2 separate regions of the Sus scrofa genome follow, and region 1 is linked to region 2. The links are chromatin contacts, called in public Hi-C maps. All regions are on one chromosome and are shown on one strand. The core of a region is the stretch at or near the end of the contact, and the rest is flanking DNA. Distances in the headings are between cores, read along the strand shown. Region 1 holds the start of OTUD3 (OTU domain-containing protein 3). Region 2 overlaps NBL1 (neuroblastoma suppressor of tumorigenicity 1).

The links. A called contact is a pair of places that touch in the nucleus more often than the background predicts.
Region 1: a contact with region 2 is called in a Hi-C map of embryonic fibroblasts, with 4 times the contacts expected there. The contact joins the promoter of OTUD3 here to the enhancer-like site in region 2. A contact is called at or near these places in 1 of 5 promoter capture datasets (liver) and 12 of 47 Hi-C or Micro-C datasets (alveolar macrophages, brain, embryonic fibroblasts and 8 more).

What each region holds. Positions count from the first base shown.
Region 1 is chr6:78,239,079-78,242,960 of Sscrofa11.1, reverse strand. It overlaps OTUD3 (OTU domain-containing protein 3), which reads right to left and starts at 1,357. Exons shown (of 7, transcript XM_021095472.1): 1 at 985-1,357. The coding sequence starts at 1,205.
Region 2 is chr6:78,069,819-78,073,577 of Sscrofa11.1, reverse strand. It overlaps NBL1 (neuroblastoma suppressor of tumorigenicity 1), which reads right to left. Exons shown (of 4, transcript XM_021095466.1): 4 at 1,969-3,477. The coding sequence ends at 3,229. Among named protein-coding and RNA genes, the nearest start is that of HTR6, 5.7 kb to the left of the region's middle. Within about 2 kb of position 1,372, at least 10 of the 83 cell types and tissues checked have an H3K27ac peak or open chromatin away from gene starts, as enhancers often do. A contact at or near this core is called in alveolar macrophages, embryonic fibroblasts, omental adipose tissue and 2 more, where this site is marked.

The sequences.
Region 1 (3,882 bases), core at 108-2,607, 170 kb before region 2:
ACAGCCAGTAACAATTATAAACAGTTATAAACAGTTTTGATTAGCATAAGGTGAAAGCCAGAAAATACTTGCAATATAAGGTGAAATCCAGAAATACTTTCTTCCCCCACGTCCATGCCTAACAGCTAAGGCAATTCTGCATGGTCTTCAGCTTCATTTTATTCTTCCCTCTGCCCTATCTGAGCCCCCAAATGACAGCTGGGCTGTTAATTCTGTCTCTTCCAGAGTGACAAACTCTGGCAACCAGACTCCTTTTATCTATCCCTACACTGGGATGCTAATTTATCTCCCCTACACTTTTCCTTTTGCCCTCCATGCTCCTGGGTCCACATCCCCTTTTCTGAGGCCATTTTTCCTTCCCTCCCTCATTCCCTTCCTCCCATCCCATTTATTCATCCCATATTCTCTAAATAAACTGGATTCCAGTCTAAAGCCCAAGCAAGCTTGGGGAAGTGTGGTTGCCTACAGAGGAAAAACTGAAGCCCACGAAGGTAAGAATTAGAGAAGCTGCTTTCAGCTCAGTAAACAAGAGGCCCTCACAGACCTCATTTCCCAAGTGTAAAAGGAGGGCAATACCCAACAGTAATAAGAACTCAAAGGAGGCCAAGCGTTATACCAACCGGGGCTTGCACCGCTTTCTAAAAGATCGTCATTATGACAGCTCTTCGACTGACTGGCTCCATCTCATTCCTTCAGATCTCAGCTTAAATGTCACCTTTCAGGGGAGCCTTCCTGGACATCGATCTAACGGGGCTCTCCGGACCCCTTTACTGTTTGCTTGGGGCCTTTGCCACTATCAAGGCAATTGGGGATTACTCGAGCATCTCAAGGGGAGGAGCCTGGCCGCCTCGCTCGCTGCTGGACCCCCCAGCACTGGGAAGGGGCTGGCGTTCTGGGCCGCCCGATGAATGGGCAGGCGAGAACCCGCGACAGTCGCCAAGCGCAGCGCCCCACCGCCCCTACGCGCTCCCGGGCCCGCCTCACCCGTCCCCCGGCACCTCCCGCAGCTTCAGCCCCAGGGCCTGCAGTTGGTTGGCGAAGCTAACGAACTCCTCTTCGCAGCCGCCGCCGCCGCCGGACTCCGGCCGGTTCCGCCGCTCCTTGGCTAGGGCCCGGCGCGCCGCGCGCTCGTCCCGCTTGCGCTCGGCCTCGGCTTTCCGGCTGCCGCTGCCCGGCCGGCTCTTCGCCGCCTGCTTCCGGGACATGGCCTTGGCCCTGCGGCCCGCAGCGGTAAGAGGAAAAGCCGCAGGACCGTCAGGCAGCCGCCTCAAGTGCCTAAAACCCGAAGCGGCGCGGGCGACAGAGCCCGGCGACGGGGACGCGGCGACCGCGCCTGCGCCGGCTCTGGGTACCTGGTCACGTGACAGAACGCCCCCCACCCCCGCCCCGGCTAGGAGAACAGGAGCCATAGAGAGCACTCCTGAGAGAGCTAGAGGGGCACCCGTCTTTGTTTGCTCCGCTCCTCCCCCTAGCGGTGGGTGGTACTCCAAGTGAGGAGCCAGTTGGACCCAAAAGAGAGCGCAACAGGAAAAGGTCAAGGAGATCGATCACTGCTTTAAAGCCCGTGGACTTTATTTAATCCTGTCCCTCTCTACCTCTCTACCTTCGCTCATAACGCAGGGAGAGGTAGCCCTTGTCCAGAACACTGTCTCCTCTGTAATTTTGATTCCACTCTGAAGTGACCAATCTAGGTTTGCCCGGATTAAGAGTCTTCCAGGGACGCAGGACTTTCAGTTTTAGAGCAGAGACAGCCCCAAGCAAACCAGGGTTGATGGGTGACCCTAAACGACATCCACCTACCCTGGAAGCTAACTCCGTCAGTAATCCCCTCTCTCCTGCATAATACCCTCTTCTCCTTTGTCCTGGTCCCTCTTTCTTTTCTTTTTTTTTTTTTTTTTTTTTTTTTTTGGTCTTTTTAGGGCTGCACTGGAGGAATGTGGAAGCTCCCAGGCTAGGGATTGAAACGGAGCTGTAGCTGCCAGCTTACACCACAGCCACAGCAATGTGGGATCCGAGCCGAGTCTGTGACCTACACCACAGCTCACTATAACACCAGGCTAGGAACCATGAGGTTGTGGGTTCAATCCCTGGCCTTGCTCAGTGGGTTGGGGATCCGTGTTGCCATGAGCTGTGGTGTAGGTGGTAGGCACGGCTCGGATCCTGCATTGCTGTGGCTCTGGCGCAGGCCAGCAGCTGTAGCTCTGATTAGACCCCTAACCTGGGCACCTCCATATGTCGCGGGTGCGGCCCTAAAAAGCAAAAAAAAAAAAAAAAAGAGAGAGAAAAAGAAAGAAAAAAGAAACAATAGTGCAGCCTTGGGGCAGGATCCTGGTTCCTCTTCAGGGAATATACATAACAATATCTTTGAGTTATCCCACTGAACTAAAAACAACTGGGAGTTCCCATCGTGGCTCAGCAGTTAATGAACCTGACTAGTATCCATGAGGACCCAGGTTTGATCCCTGGCCTCGCTCACTGGGTTAAGGATTCAGTGTTGCCATGAGCTGTGGTGTAGGTCGCAGACACCACTGGTGTTCTGTGTTGCTGTGGCTGTGGCTTAGGAGCAGCTGTAGCTCAGATTGGACCCCTAGACTGGGAACTTCCATATGCCATGTGTGTGGCCCTAAAAAGACAAAAGAAAAAAAAAAAAAAAAAAAGCCCCAACTAATGGAAGCCGTTAACTGCTTGATGAAGCATCCTTCACTCCGGAAAGGAGGTCACTGTTTGATAACTTTGAGAATCACAGAAACTCATCAGGAGACACCCCCCCCCCAAGGCCAGATTAAAGAAATCACAGGAGGAGTTCCCATTGTGGTTCAGCTGGTTAAGAACCAGTATTTTAAAGAAATCACAGAAGGAGTTCCCATTGTGGCTCAGCTGGTTAAGAACCTGACCAGTATCCATGAGGATTCGGGTTTGATCCCTGGCCTCACTCAGTGGGTTAAGGCTCCAGTGTAAGCGTGGCATGGGTTGGAAATACTCCTTAGATCCAGTGATGCTGTGGCTGTGGTGTAGGCCAGGAAATTTCACATGCCACAGGTGCAGCCCTAAAAAAAAAAAAAAAAAAAAGGAATACAGGCCCCGAACACGACCTGATCCTTACCAGCAATCCCCACCCTTGAACCACTGATACCAGAAAGATGATACCAGAATCCGGGTTCTCGTTCACGGTAGTCAAAGAATGAACTCCGAGAACACACAGGCAGCAAGCAAGCAAAGTCTTTACTAAAGGAAAGCAAATAGCTCCCAAGACAGCTGGGAGGGGGGAGGAGAGCCCCCTTCTTTATTGTCCTATGGGGGTTTTTATTCCTTAAATGTGGCGAGGGTACCAAAGTGGGGTCCAGAAAGATGCGGTTTTCTCCCATTGGCTTTGTTCAATTACCTATATTAGTCCTTGTCCAATAGGGCTTTTAGAGTTGGAAATGTTCCATAAGTTTTATGGTTTCTTTGTCCTTCTCTTTCCTTAGATTAAGTCACCATTCCTCTCATTCCTTTTCTATCAGTTGAGGAGTGGGCTAGAGATTCGAATTTCCTACAGTAAACAAAGCCTGTGGGGAGTGCACATTTCCTATAATAAAACAAGGCCTGTGGAGGTGTTACTCCCTGGAGCCCTTAAGCCACAGAGGTTAATCAATATCCATATCAAGAGAATGTATCCAAACCCATTCTCCTACACTACCTACCTGAGTTAGTATTCTGTCTCACCTTTGCTATAAACCTCCTCACTAAATCATCCCTAGTGAGCAAATGGAACACACAGTTTTGGGAGGCATTGGCCTGCTGTGTTCTCCTTTGCCTGACAAAGCAATAAAGCTTTCCTTTTCTCCTTCACCCAGAACTCTTGTCTCCAAGATTCAGTTCAGCCACAGTGCACAGATGCTG
Region 2 (3,759 bases), core at 123-2,622:
CGGGAAGTCCTCCCTCGTAAAGATTTTAAATCTTTCTGCCCTTTCGAGAGTTGGGGGAGAATGGTGAAGGGGGCTTGCGCTTTTTCTTCTGGTCTGTCTTGATCGTTCAGTTGGAGATTGGGAAAAGAAAAACTGGCCATCACTATTCCACATCTCACTCCCATTGGCAGGCTGGCCCAGCTAGCGATGCTTTTCCGCTCCAGCAAACCTGGCTCTTCCCATTCCTGCTTCCAAATCCAATCAGCAGGGCCTCTCCTATGTGACCCCGCCTCTCTACCAAGGCCCCACCCCCTAGCGCTCCAAAATCCCTACCCGATTCCTGCCTCCAGCCCCTCCTGCTGGGACTACTGCAGCCTCTGGCAGATCTCCAGCCTTCCCCTCCACCTCCTCACAGGAGACCTCATTTCTTTTAGCTTAAACCCTGTTCTGTGCAGACACCTCCACGGCCCTTACTGCAAAGAGTGTGAAGTCTGAACTCTGGCTAGCATTCCAGGTCTAGCGCCAGCCAGGCCCATCCACCTTCCTGCCTCCTTTCCAACCAGTTTCTTATTAATTTACATATCTATGAATTTATACCTCACCTTTTTACATACATAGGATGGAGGCAGCTCCTGACCAAGGCTCATCCTGCAAAGATAATCTCTGAAGCCCAATCCCAAGGACACTGCCCCCAGGAAGTCCTTCACGTAGACCTGGTCTCTGAGTCCTCGGAAGCCCCGCAGTACTTTCTCTGCACCCTCCAGTTTCTGCCCACCTCCAGCTGTGTAGAATGACACATATATAGAATATATATAGAATGACACATAATAGCCAGGGCTTATCTCTGCCTGAGAGGTCACTGAGGTCTGCGTGCAGGAAATTTATACTTCTCTCCAACCCAATTCCATGTCAGGGGACACAGGGCCACTCGAGATAGTTGTGTCCTGCACAACTGCAAGAAGCACCATTCTGTAGTGGGGCAGTACACAACCTACACAACGGTGCAAAGCAGCCATGAAGGGAAGGAAGGCTTGGTATCCAAAGGAAATCGTGTGTAGTACAACATGTTATTGCTAGAGGGCGCTAGATTGGAATCCGGGCGCTGCTGCTTCCCAGCTTGGGCGAATCGCCCACAAATGCTCTCATATTTACAAAACGAACATCCTCCATGGATTAGAAATAACATATATAAACTGCTTGGTATTGGTGGGTAGAGCAACGCCTGCAATGAAGAAATCATAGCGTTTACCCACACCACCAGCCCAGTCTTGATGGAGAATCTGGGGGACTCCAAGCTCCGCTGAAGCACTACAGCGTTGTCCACCGCTCAGCCTGGCATGTGGTAGGTGACCAACAAATGTCAATTACGAAGGTTATACCGAGAAGAGTGATTCAACCAGATGGCTGCGTGCAAGTCTTATTGGAACTATTTCTCAACTGGGCACAAGACCTATTGGAGACATTTCTCCCCCCCGGGGAAGTTACTCAATCCTTCTGTACCTCAGATGCCTCCTCCGTAAAACGAGGGCAGTGTCTGCATCACGGAGTGGTGGCAGGGATTAAGCGAGTTAATTTTATGTCAACTACTCGGCACAGCACCCCACCTCGTATATCGACTTGTGACCACTGCTCGGGTCTGCTGCCCCTTCTCCAGAAGCCAAGCCAGGCTGGGGTACAGGGAAGGGCTAATGCTGGGTCACTGGGAGGGTGAAGAGATGCCATGAGGCAAGCCCGAGGGGTGAAGGGCCAACGTCAGAAAAGGGGTTCTGGAGGCCCAGCCACAGGTGTATTGGAGACCAGACATAGACGCCCAAGTTAGGAGGTGGGAACAGGGGGGTGTGGGGGGCACAACAGGGCAGGAAAGCGCAGGCCACTGGGATGCAGGGAGCGGCTGTGAGCGGCGCCGCTGCCAGTGGGTCTGCTCAGGGCTCGATGTGCAGCCGACTCCGTCCCCTCGGGGAGCCCAGCTGAACCAGCCAGTGAGGAGGACACAGGCATTGAACGAATTTATTCATGAGAAAACTGAGGGTTTGGGGGTGAGACAATCTACTGGTTACAAGCTCCAGAAGCTCTTGTCGGAACAGCCGTGAGGGTGGGCACCCCTCGGCCTGGGGGGCAGGAGGGGCTGGCAGCAGCCCTGGGGACAGAGGGCAGACGCAGGCGGCTGTGGGTCCTGGAGGGCATCCTTCCCTGCCCGCTCGCCCGCCCCCAGGGCCCCGCACTGCCTCTGGGGCTAAAGTGCAGCTGGGAGGAGGGAGGTGGGTACGGGGCAGCTGGAGAGCCGGCCCATGAACCCGCGCCCCTCCTCTTCCTCGTTTCTTGGGGCTCAGCCAGGGTCCTTCCCAGCCGGTCCCTCCTGGGAACCTCTGGGTCAGGGAGACCTCTCCCCACCGTCAGATATTCAGAAAGAGCTTCCCAAGGGGGTGAGGCCGGCTCCGTCAGCTTGGAGGGGCGCGGGACGTGGGGGGGCAGCGGGAGACAAAGATCCGAGAGAGGGCAAGGAGGGCCGTGCGTCTGGTCCAGGGGGTCACCGCCTCCCGCTGGCCCAGCAGGACTCCTCCTCCCTCACCTCCTCTGCCCCTGGAAAGACAAGGAAGCCAGGCGGCCTGGCTCCCAGCTCCAGGGCCATGAGTCAGCAGGGTCCTGCCCAGGCCTGACTCCCAACCATGCCACGGAGGGAGGGCCACCTCAGCGCCACCAGAAGAAGCTGCCCCAGGGAGGGGGAATGGGGCGGAAGGCCTGTGGAGCTAGAGCTTCCTGCTTCTGCCAGTGGTCTTCTGAGTCTGCCCTCCGGGTTGTGGCTGGCAAGGTGCCCGCCCTCAGCTCAGGGCCCAGGGCCACCATCTGCACCCCCAGGGTCCGGCCCCACCAGGGGCCGTGCGGGCCTTGGCCTGGCTCCTGCCATCTTGGACAGCCTCCTCCCAACGCAGCAGCTTAGCCAACTTCCACCCCCTCCCCAAGGCACATCTCTAGGAGGCAGAAAGGAAGAGACCCACCCCCCCACGCAAAAGAACCCTGAAGACCTCTGCTTCTTCCCCCCACTCTGGAATATATTAAATTGTGCAGCTTGGTGCCAGGCCCCCCTCCCACTTCAGATCTCCATGGCAACCGGGAAGCATTCCAAGTCCAAGTCTGAAGCCAAGTCCATCCAGTGCCAAAGGGGGGCTTCGGCCTCTCCCCCAACCCTTCCCCGGGAGGGCGAGACCCAGCATGCCACAGGGAACGAGAGGGGAGGAAGAGCAGAGGGCCTCAGTCCTCAGCCCCCTCTTCCTCGGTGTGGGCGGCCCCAGGGGGGTCCTCGGGCTCGGGGGTCTGCCCGGGGTGGGGGTGGGGGTGGAGGCCGGGCGGGGAGCCCTGCGCGTCCTCGCCCTGCACGTAGACGCTCAGCCCCTCGTGACTGGGCTCCTTGCCGCAGGCCTGGCAGCTGCAGTGCAAGATCTTTTCCACCAGCTTGTCCACTCTGGGCACCTCCTCGTGGCCAGGGCACTCCAAGGTCACCTGGGGAGGGCAGCAGAGAAGGGCAGAGATGTTCCCAAGGGCCTGCGGCAGACACACGCCTCATGAGACCAAGAAACCCAGAGATCCCCAGAAGCCTGCCCACCTGGGACACCCCAGTTAGTTCTGTGGGCCCAGGGGGGAGCAGGGGTGAGTCCTGCAGGAGCCCCCTCCCTCTGCATCCCCACCGCACCCAGGGCGCACCTTGAGGGGAAGCCCAGCGTGGCCAGCCCCTGCCTGAAACTCCCCCCTCCCCACCCCAGGGGTCCCACTGCACTGGCAGAA